Linked DNA regions of Sus scrofa: regions 2, 3 and 4 are each linked to region 1. Evidence: chromatin contacts called from public HiChIP or PLAC-seq data. All regions are on one chromosome and are shown on one strand. The core of a region is the stretch at or near the end of the contact, and the rest is flanking DNA. Distances in the headings are between cores, read along the strand shown. Region 1 overlaps LPP (lipoma-preferred partner). Region 2 overlaps LOC106508008 (a long non-coding RNA gene). Region 3 has its middle 140 kb from the start of BCL6. Region 4 overlaps LOC106508361 (a long non-coding RNA gene).

Region 1 (2,778 bases), core at 200-2,699:
AAAAAACTGTGAGAGTAGAGGGTGAGAAACCTGGGGGTGAAAGAATATTTCTTTTCTATCTTGCTTTAAGCCTTTTCAGATTGGCCTTCCTCCACTCCCTTGTCCACAGGGAAGAAGCGATGATTTATCTAAGTATCAAGTCTGGAGAAGGAACTGGGAGTGTACAATTCAGGCCCTTCCTCCCAGTCCTGGGAGGTACCTGACTGCAGGAAGCACAAGCTCTCTGCCCTTCAAGGTTAGGAATTTTACAGGCTCTGTCCACTACGGTCCTCACACACAGATGTCATCTGAGAGGAAGAGGGTAACTCTGATTCAGGGATGCTGTGTTAACAAGCCCACTGAGCTAACAGGCCTAAAGCCCATTCTCCAACCTAGTGTTTATCTCCAGCTGTCTGACCACTGCATTACCTTCAACTGGTTTCTAGATGAACACCAAAGAACTGAGGCTTGGGGGCTAAGGCAGAGGCTGGGTTCAGCCTCAGTGAGCCCCCTCCAGCCCCAACACATCATCCAATCTAACCACACCAAACATTCCCTACCTTGCACGTCGTATGTCAGGGGCTTCTGCCTTCGCTCACTTTCTTCATTCATTCTCAAACTGCCTTTCCAAATCCTTCCCTCACCCTACCCTCTACCTGACCCACAGGCCAGGATCACGCAGCCTCTCAGGTGCCGCCAACCTCAGGAATCTCTTTGGTCCCTGAATCCTCCCTGCTCATTCACACTTGATCTTTATCACTCTGTAATCACAGACATTTTTAAGTGTAAGTCAAATATCTAGGAGAGTCTTAGTCCCTCCACTGTCAAGTCACAATCATCTCCATCTCCCATCACTCCTCCACTGGCACGAATTAACTAATGTTTATGGACAACTCATTATGTACTAGCCATGAACATAAGAGCATTATACTCATTATCTCATTTAATCTTCCCTAGGAAATAGGTACAGTTGAAGGAACAGGGTCTGTGCCCTCAGAGGCTCACCATGCCAAGCACATCTCACTGTGTCTGGTATAACTATCGGAGGCTTGCCAACTTGAGGCAGAATAGCAGGAGGGGATGACGTGAGACTTAGGGGGGACTACGTTCAGTTCAAAACTGAAGATTCCACTTTCACTGCCTTGACCTTCACCTACAATTGTCCCTGGGTTGAAGGAGAAAGAACTCTCACCAAAAAAAAAAAAAAAAAAAGAAAAAGAAAAAAGAAAAAACAGAAGGAGAACAACATAAAAGTCCATGTGGTCACTCCTTCATGAAAAGGCCTAATTGCTCAATTTGAAAAAGTCTCCCCAACCCCATTCCTAGCTCTGAAAACAGAGGTCTGGATCACTGTGGTTTTGTCACGAGATGAATAACAAGCCCTGAGGATTGCTAGAATTACAAGGCCCAGACCAGATCCACTCAAATATAGCTGGAAGCTTTCTAGTAATTCTAACCGTGCATGGGGAATGAGCTGCTCAGAAGTGACTCACTTACTGGAATCTGTGCTGCCTGCATTACTCAGCTGATATTAATACACCCACTTGTTCATTAAAGTTTAATTGGAGTTCATGTGAATTGGTTTCACTGGATACTTAATCAAAGAGAAGTGTTTGTATATGAACTGCTCACATACAAAGCTAGAAAGCACAGCTTTCCTCCAGCCTCTACACACAACCACTGGCTGCTCTTCCAACTCTGTTGACACAGTAAGTCAGTCACAGAGGGTAGGACAGTGATCTTGAAAGAGGAGGGGGGAAAGCTGTCTAAACAAACAGAGAACAAGAGTAAATAGAAAATCTTAAGGCACCAGTTACAGTTCCCCAGCTCATCAGACAGCCTGACATGGGCCAAGACTCAAATGCCAACTCCTCAATAGGAACCTGTTTCTTTCTGGGGTTCATTATCAAGGCTTCAGGGCTCCTCTTCTCCCTGGGCACCTGTCTCCCAGCCGTACATCTTTATTTTTAAAATGGGTGGATAAGGAAATTAACCACCATTCAACATAATCACACATTTCTCCTATACTGACAAGCAAACCATGAACACAATCCCAAACGCCTATTTATACAATCAGGGCTGTCAGTACCCTGTTATTTCTTATCAGATATCTCACTAATCAACATTTCTGGAAGTATAAATTTTTCAAGCTCCTGAAAAGACTGTGCATGAAGTTGGGCAGAAATAAATTTCAAGTCTAGTGGCTCTGGTTGTATTAACAAGTTTTCCTTCTGAATGGTCACCATTGTTAAGTATACATGACTTCTTGGCCCAAAAAAAAAATCAGGTGAGTTAAAAATTTGGCACTATAGATGATCCGATTTGCTGAAACAACCCTCAGAGATTGTAGATCGAAAGGCAAGGTACTGATTTTTTAACAGCTTTATTGACATATGATTCACAAACCGTACAGTTCACCCATTTAAAATCTACAATTCAGTTTTTAGTATATTCACAGAGCTGTGCAACCACTGCCACAATCTAACTTAACATTTTCACTGACCCCAAAAGAATCCCATACTCATTAGCAGTCACTCCCTATGCCCCACCCCACCCCTGCCAGCAACCACTAATCTACTTTCTGTCTTCATAGACTATGAATTTTCCTATTATGGACTTTTCATATAAATGGAATCATATGACCTGTGACCTTCAGTGGCTCAAAGGTTAACGAATCCGACTAGGAACCATGAGGTTGCAGGTTCAATCCCTGGCCTTGCTCAGTGGGTTAAGGATCCAGTGTTGCCGTAAGCTGTGGTGTAGGCTGCAGGCGTGGCTCAGATCCCGCATTGCTGTGGC
Region 2 (2,778 bases), core at 194-2,693, 500 kb after region 1:
AAAAAAAAAAAAGAAAGAAAGAAAAGAAAAATGTACTAGAAAGTGTATTTAGCACCTACTAGGTCCTGGGGGAAGGAAATGGAAGGTGAGTCTCTTTGCACGGGCCTCAGATAACCATAAATAACATAGGCAGATGATTTTAAAGAAGCCATTTTTGTAGGTAAGGACTACTTGGATTTGGAGGCAAAGGAGGACCATTTTCTTTTTGGTGTGAAACACCGAGAATGTTAGGGATGAAAGAGGCCTGGGGCAGCCTGTGGACTTAGACATCTTAGATTGTAAAACTGAGCTGTGTAAAGAAGGGTTCCACAGGGATTCACAGACTTTAAAAAACATAAAAACAACCCCCTTCCCAAGCCACCCCTCTTTTCTGAAGGTGCTACGGAAACCTTGAAAAATGGGTCTTTGCAAGGAAGCAGAAAACCTGGTGAGATGGTGTAAGGTCAAGAGCATGGGCTCTGAACTCAGCCAGGGTTTAAATCTCCCTCATCTGCTTTTTAGCTCTTGGATCTGAGGGAGACTACTTCCATTTGGAAACTCTGAGCCTCGACTTCTGAAATGCAGACTCTGCCTATGTCTCTCTTCATTATGAGTTTAGATTATATCACAAGGGGTTCAGCAAAGCTCTGTCTCTCATTCCTCCCCACACCCACAAAGCCCTCCTCAGCCTCTGTCTTTCTCTGCACCCTTGGTCGGAAGCACTTGCTGCTTTCTCCCTTCTCATCTACCACATTCAGGTGTTGGATCAGATGATTTCCAAATTTCTGTTACATGAGTCTAACTGTCTGGTCCTACTTTTTACCAGATGGCTGGGCTAGCTGGATAGGATATCAAACAGTCTATTTTCTATACATTTATGTTAATGAGCCATTTACTGAGCTTTACCACATTTAATCCTCAAAAGAATACCTGTAAGGTAGCAGTTGCTTTCCCCCTTTATAAATCAGCAAACCAAGCCAAAAGGCATGGAGAGAAATCATCCTAGACCTATGGTTTGGGGGCAGGCTTGCAGAGGAGACTCTTTTGAAAGGCTTAACAATAGCACAAGAAAATGAGGCCTTTCATTATACCCGTGGCCTTGAAAATCAAGTGGAAACTTCCCAGTTTTCACTCCATCCATCGCCCCTCCTCTTGCACTAAATGCTTTAGTCATCTTCTCTTTCTTTTTTGTTGTCTTTTTCCTGTGTTGCCATTCCAGGCTGAGGTCATGACTCTCCTAAGAGCCTTAATCAAATCTGGAAGGCAACAGGGCTGAACACAGGATCTTTCCTACCTGACTCCTGGACTGAACAAGTGCAAAGAAAGCTGATGTTGGGAATCCAGCTCTTGCTGCCTGCGGCTGTGGGGCTGGCTATGAATTTTTACCAGCTCTTGCCTGATCATCTTTCTTTGGCCTTTGACATACTTGTCACTGGATCCGTGGTAAAGCCAGTCTTTCTCTCTAGCCACTAATTTGTATTTCCCCCAGAGAGCCTAGAACTATGCCCTACCCAGCGGGTACTCACTGTACTGGAGGTGGTGTCGCCAACCAACACAGCCCCAGATTACATTAAGTATTTCAGCAATTGCAATGAATTTCTGGCCAGCCTTGATGGTTTGGTCAGCTTCAGTCCCAGCCTTGCCCCTCAGAGATTGACAAAGCCCAGTTTCAACTAATTCTTAATAATGCAATTAAATTTTTGGAAACTGAGCTGGGTTTCATATTTAAATGGTGACTTTCACCACACAGGAGAGGTTGGCCAAATGCAGGAGGAACTGGAAGATTTTTGCAAAGAGATGAATTTGGATTTTCCATTTTTAGAAAAGCTGCATATGCTCATGTGCAGGTAACACTCCAGGCTCAGGGGTTCCCAAGGGCCAAAAGAGTGGGTAAAGCATGAACCCCTAAACCAGCATGCCTCATAGGGAATCATCAGTATCCTCAAAAAGAAAACTAATATTAGTAGTAGAATCTAATGGTAGATATGAATTTTGTTTAAATATTCTTTATATTTTTACATTTTCACAATAAAATATTTGGGAAAAAAAGAAAAGATTTGGAAAGATTTCATGGATGGAACTAGAGACTCTCATACTAAGTGAAGCAAATCAGAAAGAGAAAGACAAATACCATATGACATCACTTTTATCTGGAATCTAATATATGGCACAAATGAACCTTTCCACAGAAAAGAAAATCATGGACTTGGAGAATAGACTCCTGGTTGCCAAGGGGGAGGGGGAGGGAGTGGGATGGATTAGGAGTTTAGGATTAATAGATGCAGACTATTGCCTTTGGAATGGACAAGCAGTGAGACCCTGCTGTGTAGCACTGGGAACTGTATCTAGTCATTTATGATGGAGCATGATAATGTGAGAAAAAAGAATCTATACATGTATGTGTAACTGGGTCACTCATGCTGTACAGTAGAAAACTGACAAAGCACTGTAAACCAGCTATAATAAAAAAAATCATTATGTAAAAAAGAAAGAAGAAAAAAGAAAAGTAGGGGCAGAATTAAAACGTTTCTGCTTTTGAAATGCAACAACACTTACCTCTCAGGGCCATTGCAAGGATGGCATTAGGGCATATGCGGAAGGGCTTGCTCAGGGTCTTGCTCAGAACAGGGAGCAATGAATGTATTTATTAACACCACAGCATGGGAAAAGGCACCACTCTGAAGTTAAACGACTGCATCTTGAACTTCATGCTGCAGCTCACTAGCCCAGCTGGTGCCTTTCCATCCCGGGTCCCAGTCTCCTCATCTTTCTAATTGGAATAATAATCACAGCATATTT
Region 3 (2,778 bases), core at 197-2,696, 390 kb after region 1:
AGTGCCTTACCTGAGGTCTCCTAGTAGATAATTGGCAGAGCTGGGATCTGGAGCCAGGTTACTACCCCAAAGCTACCCATTTCCATCCTACCGAGTGATGTCCTAAATTGCCAAAAGATCTTGTGCAATCATCCATGTCCCGTCCCCCACTCTGGCCTTCGATTCTACATCTGCAAAGTGAGAGGAATTAAATTATGCCTGGCATCCCATCCAGGTCCCAGTGTCTCTGATTAAAAGCGTATGTTCAGGAATGGACCCTGCTTGCTGCCGGGATCCTTGTGCATCTTGAAGCCCAGGCCCAAGGGGCTGGAGCCTGGAGCTGCGCCCAAACACAGCCTGGCTTGGCGTTCAGCACTCTATCTGGCTGCCAAAAGGCCAGAATTCTCTAGAGAATATGAGTCCAATCTGGCCAACTTCTGATGGCCTTAAGTTATCCTCTGACCTCGAACTTCTGATTATCTGAAGTTTATTAAAAAAAAAAAAAGGGCTTAGGAATAGACATTATATCTCTCTGGAGACCCGCTTCCTTTCTTCCTTTAATTACATTCGTTCAACAACAGGGAATGGGAACTAGGCGTCAAGCAGCGTGTCTGTAATCTTTGCTTCTGCTTTTTTTGCAAGTCACATCAAAAGCAGGATTACCAAAAATGTTCCCGGAGTTCCTGTCGTGGCTTAGTGGTAATGAACCCAACTAGTATACATTGAGGACACCGGTTCAATCCCTGGCCTTGAAAAGTGGTTAAAGATCCAGCATTGCCATGAGCTGTGGTGTAGGTCTCAAATGTGTCTCGGATTCTGCGTTGCTGTGGCTGTGGCCAGGCCAGCAGCTGTAGCTCCAATTTGACCCCTAGCTTGGGAACTTCCATATGCTGCGGATGCAGCCCTAAAAAGACAAAAAAAAAAAAAAAGGAGATTCCTTGGCAGGAGGGTTTGTGAAGCCATGTGGCTTCCTCTTGAGAAAGAAAGGAAGACCTAGGTTACATGCATCTTTAAAGTATGAAGATGTGAAATCTATCACATTTGCTAATAACAATGTCTGATATTCAGAGCTGGTCCACTTCAATTACTTTTCTTTTAAATTTTTTCCCCTTTTTGGCTGTGCCTGTGGCATACATAAATTCCTGAGCCAGGGACTGAACCCAAGCCACAGCAGTGACAAAGCCAAATCCTTAACTGCTAGATCACTAGGGAACTCCCAATCGCTTTTAAAAACAGCTTCTTTACTGTCTTGCAAAGGAAATAGGTGAGGAAAATGCTTTCTGTATCTGGCTCCAAGATCAATTGTAAGGCTCAAAGGTAACATTAGATTTAAAGCACAATTCTTTTTCTTCTGCATGATTCCTTCCCCATTTTTGATGGGATGTGAAATGACTCAACGTCACTCAGGAAGCACATTTCTGAGCCATGCTGCAGAGAGTCTTTCTGCATCTTGACCCAGTGTTGCTTCTCCTAGGTCAAGCACCTTGCTTTGGATCTCAGCCATCATCTGGTTTCATTCTGTAGAGACTCAGGTGAAAGATCCTCCTGCCCCCAGGAAAAGGGCCTTTCTCTGCCACTATCCCAGGGCTCTGCATAAGCTGAGGCTGAGGGCCACTCTCTTCTAGCCTCTCTGCCTTCTAAGTTAAGGAGCTGGTTTTGGTTTCATTTCTACTAGAGTGAGGAAAAAAAAGGAGCTGATTTGATCCTTGCTCCACTCCCAGGGCAGAGATCGCTCAGACTTCTCTCCCACAGCCCTCTGTGTGCTGCCAACAGTCCCACAGGCATAAAGAAGAGGGCAATTGCGAGAGTCTGGGGACAGCAGTTTCACAATTCACCACAAGGCTCCAGGGCAGCTTGGAAGAGATGGTTGTAGCCATGTGGGGCAGTAGGTAGAATGCTGGCCTAGACTCCAGTTACTACTCTGCCACTGAAGCACTGTGTGACCTTAGGCACGTTACTGAACCTCTGTAGGCCTCTTTTTCCTCAAGTGTCAAACTAGGAAATCAGATGCTTTATAGAGTAGAAAATTTTCAGATTTGAAAAGTACTTTGGGTATCATCTAGCTCATCCTGTTTAGTTTGTACACTTGGAAACTGAGGACTAGAGAAGGGGAGTAACTTACTAATGACAGGTAAATAACAGGGTAATTTCTAGAAGACAAGACTTCATGTTGCAGTGCTGCTTTGTCTTCTGGATAATTTCCAAGGTTCTCCCCAGCTCCATGAGTCTATACTTTAAAGGCACAGTCCCTTATCAGCTCTGGCTGTCGTCTTTGGGCTTGGTATTGTGTTGGTCACCGCGTGCTTCCTTTGGAACTCTTGGTGACACTGCTTCTGTCCAGATACTTTCCCCATTACAGGATTCTTCAATTTCGTGTAAGGCTGGGCAAATGATCTGCTTAGCCACACCTCTGGCAGTCCTGTTGTAATGCTTATAATGGTCTAGGCTCATTTCAGACAGAAAATTCAGACAGGGTGTTGGGCAAGAGCAGGGTCAGCTTGGTGACTTGGCCTCGTGTATAGACAGAGACATTGCAGTAACTGCCAAGAGACCTATGTCCAGCTTGGCCCCTGAGTCACTTAGTGACCTTGAACAAGCCACATTTCCCTTCCAAGCCTCAATATCTCCATATTTAAAACTTGTTGATTGAAGTAGATAATTCCTAAGGTACCTTCCAGCTCTGCTATTCCATAGCAGAAACTTGCCCAAACTTTTAATTCCTTAGGGGATCTTGCTTAGAAACTAAGAGAATGATCTTCATCACAGGAAGTCTGAGAATGCTTGCAGGATAATAAAATA
Region 4 (2,778 bases), core at 195-2,694, 360 kb after region 1:
CCTACAGAGGAATATGGCACATCCAAAATCAGGTACTGAGTCAGGATCAAGGCTGGGACTTCACCCACTTGTCATTGTCATCTGCACAGACATACTCACTTCTGCTGGCTTTTTAGCCACCAGCAATATTATGAGATCGTAACTACTCTAAAAGCCTCAACGTCACTGTGAGGCAATGTAACATTTTCCACCAGCATGGACAGGGACAGAAGAACCATGGATGGAGGGAGGCCAGTATGCTCCCATCTCAGCTGTCATTTTGCATTTGATCCCTTCTGTGCCAGCAACTGGATTTATTGCTGGTTAGAACAGTGACTCACGGTCCTTTGACGCCAACCAACTAATTTATCCTGCTATGCTTAGTAGGTACAAATGTTTAGCATGTGGTCAAAAATAGAGATCCCTCACCCTCCACCCCGTCATCCCGGCCCTTAACTCTTGCTTGAGCTAAGGACTTTCTCAAACCCACGTCAAACTTTTGCCTCAAATGTAATTGGCTTTATTTTAGGTATCACTGACTTGTAACCCAGTCATGAAGGCTAGCAAAATATAAAAGGCAAGACTCTCACCTAGGAGTTCCCTGCCCCAAGTCTATCCTCACTTCTTTTTTAAAACTGATTTGTCACCTTTGGCAACTCATTTCTTCTCTCTGAGCCACATTATCCCCAAATGAGAGGGTTAAATTGGGTGAGTTTTGGTGGATTGTCTATTTTAAGGAGGTTCTTATAAGATTATGCTTTTATCAGAGGCATCTTGCTACATCTCAGGTTTTCTCTATCATCCTGATATGCTTTGGGGATGAGGCTCTGTTCTCAATGGAGTTCTGCTCTATTTCTAAAATGATGAGGAGCTCCTTGAAAGCTAAGAACGATGTCAGTTTAACCTGGGTGAAATTAACTTCAGGATTAGCAATGGGGGCACAACAAACTTCAGAACTTGACATGATTTAAGTTTTCTCTCTTGCATTACAGTATTTCTTTTGAAACCTACTTCCCAGGCCAAATGGACAGGGCACCCACTGTAAGCATCTAAGAAGTGAAAATGAATTCAGAGGAAAACCCTACAGGGCTAAAAATAAATGAGGTGTTTTATTTTAAAAGTCACAGATAGCTTTGACTCTGGAGAGCTGGCTGTGTATTGATTTTTCTAACATGACTGTGAGAACTTGGGTCTGAAACTTGAGTCTCTCCATCTACTTATTCAGCTAGTATTTCTTAAGTGCCTGTGTAGTGCCAGGCAGTTTGCTATGGCTGTGGGAAAACAGCCATAATATTAATACTACCCTGATCCTAAAAAACTTAAACTCTTCCAGAGATGATTTGGCAGGTGCCCAGATCATTAGGTTTTTGTTTGTTTTGCTTTTCAGGGCCGTACCTGTGGCATATGAAGTTCCCAGACTAGGGGTCGAATTGGAGCTACAGCTGCCAGCCTACAGCACAACCACAGCAACTCGGGATCCGAGACTTGTCTGTGACCTACATCACAGCTCACGGCAATGCCGGTTCCTTTAACCCATTGAGCGAGGCCAGAGATCACACCTTCATCCTCATGGATACTAGTGGGGTTGGTAACCTGCTGAGCCACGACGAAACTCCCGGGATCACTGTAGTTTAAGGCAGTGGCTTCAACACCAGGAGAAATCTTGGGGCTTCAGAGGAGGGTAACATTCTGTTTCCCTGACGGTGCTTCCCAGAGAGAGTGGCATCCTCAGTCTTGATGGGGATCAGCAAGATTTTAATTCAGTGTCAATAAGCCAGAGATGGGGGAGCTTGCCTCTTTGTGATTCTTTTTTTTTTTTCCTTTCATCTATAGAATGTGATAATAATAGTATCAGCCTCATAGACTTGTGAGTAATATGTGATTTCATATGTATTAAAGCTCTTAGAAAAGTTCCTGGAACATTGTAAGTGCTCAAAAACATTAATCATTATTTTTATTCTTAGCATCAGAGTAAAATTACCCTCAAAGTTTCTTACAGTCTCAAGAGCGAGATCCATGGAGGGAAGCCCCGTACCCATTGACTTTCTTCTAGGTTACAGTAAAGCCCCTCTGGTCTTCGCAGGTGTCTAGGGTGCAACTCACAACTGTACTGTCACTTTCTCCATCTCCCCCAACTTGTCTTTCTCTGTCTTTCAACCTCTAACACACACACACACACACACACACACACACACACACACGCACACATGCATGCACACACAAAAAGTGCTTCTCTCTGTAGGAGCTGGACTGTTTATCAAAAGCTCCAGGTGTAGGAGTGTTTCAAGTGATTTTTGGAAACTGATATAATTTCAGAGATAATAGGCATCAAGACTGTGGGTGTGAAATACAAACAATAGGTGAGTTCATATCGACATCTTTACATTGAGGAGAGGTGGGTTTTCCTTTTGATTGCTTTTTTTTTTTTTTTTTTCTTTTCCAAAAGCATCGTCATTTATTTGGTTTGACAACAATCTTTCCTCTGGAAATTAGACATCAAGACATACAACACAGGGGTGTAGCTGATTAATTGTAAGAAGGACTCAATCTCTTTTGAGCATGGCTTGGTCCTCCTTCAGGCATGGCAGCCTACAAAAATGAATTTGATATGAGTCATTTATTTTACATAAACCAAAGAGGTTACCCCTAAGATGAACTGTCTGGCTTACTGTTCCCCACCCCCACCGAGTCCCACACACCATCGCAGGAAGGCATTAGCAGTTTCAAAACTTGAACTTTCTCTCAAACATTTCTTTACTTGAACCAAGCAGAATTTCTACATTAAAAAAATAATTGTCA

The links. HiChIP or PLAC-seq counts read pairs in DNA pulled down with a chosen protein or histone mark.
Region 2: a contact with region 1 is called in an H3K27ac HiChIP or PLAC-seq map of skeletal muscle. The contact joins two enhancer-like sites. A contact is called at or near these places in 2 of 5 promoter capture datasets (fetal liver and skeletal muscle), 4 of 47 Hi-C or Micro-C datasets (embryonic fibroblasts and skeletal muscle) and 2 of 2 datasets of contacts at active chromatin or transcription factors (alveolar macrophages and skeletal muscle).
Region 3: a contact with region 1 is called in an H3K27ac HiChIP or PLAC-seq map of alveolar macrophages. The contact joins two enhancer-like sites. A contact is called at or near these places in 2 of 2 datasets of contacts at active chromatin or transcription factors (alveolar macrophages and skeletal muscle).
Region 4: a contact with region 1 is called in an H3K27ac HiChIP or PLAC-seq map of skeletal muscle. The contact joins two enhancer-like sites. A contact is called at or near these places in 1 of 47 Hi-C or Micro-C datasets (skeletal muscle) and 1 of 2 datasets of contacts at active chromatin or transcription factors (skeletal muscle).

Annotation. Positions count from the first base shown.
Region 1 is chr13:125,916,417-125,919,194 of Sscrofa11.1, reverse strand. The region is part of intron 2 of LPP (lipoma-preferred partner); the gene reads right to left. Among named protein-coding and RNA genes, the nearest start is that of LPP, 140 kb to the right of the region's middle. Within about 2 kb of position 1,449, at least 23 of the 83 cell types and tissues checked have an H3K27ac peak or open chromatin away from gene starts, as enhancers often do. A contact at or near this core is called in alveolar macrophages and skeletal muscle, where this site is marked.
Region 2 is chr13:125,418,351-125,421,128 of Sscrofa11.1, reverse strand. The region is part of intron 3 of LOC106508008 (a long non-coding RNA gene); the gene reads right to left. Among named protein-coding and RNA genes, the nearest start is that of BCL6, 30 kb to the right of the region's middle. Within about 2 kb of position 1,443, at least 2 of the 83 cell types and tissues checked have an H3K27ac peak or open chromatin away from gene starts, as enhancers often do. A contact at or near this core is called in alveolar macrophages and skeletal muscle, where this site is marked.
Region 3 is chr13:125,526,374-125,529,151 of Sscrofa11.1, reverse strand. No RefSeq gene overlaps it. Among named protein-coding and RNA genes, the nearest start is that of BCL6, 140 kb to the right of the region's middle. Within about 2 kb of position 1,446, at least 26 of the 83 cell types and tissues checked have an H3K27ac peak or open chromatin away from gene starts, as enhancers often do. A contact at or near this core is called in alveolar macrophages, where this site is marked.
Region 4 is chr13:125,554,522-125,557,299 of Sscrofa11.1, reverse strand. It overlaps LOC106508361 (a long non-coding RNA gene), which reads right to left. Exons shown (of 2, transcript XR_001304512.2): 2 at 2,365-2,568. It overlaps LOC110256388 (a long non-coding RNA gene), which reads left to right. Exons shown (of 2, transcript XR_002337801.1): 2 at 1-1,102. Among named protein-coding and RNA genes, the nearest start is that of BCL6, 170 kb to the right of the region's middle. Within about 2 kb of position 1,444, at least 3 of the 83 cell types and tissues checked have an H3K27ac peak or open chromatin away from gene starts, as enhancers often do. A contact at or near this core is called in skeletal muscle, where this site is marked.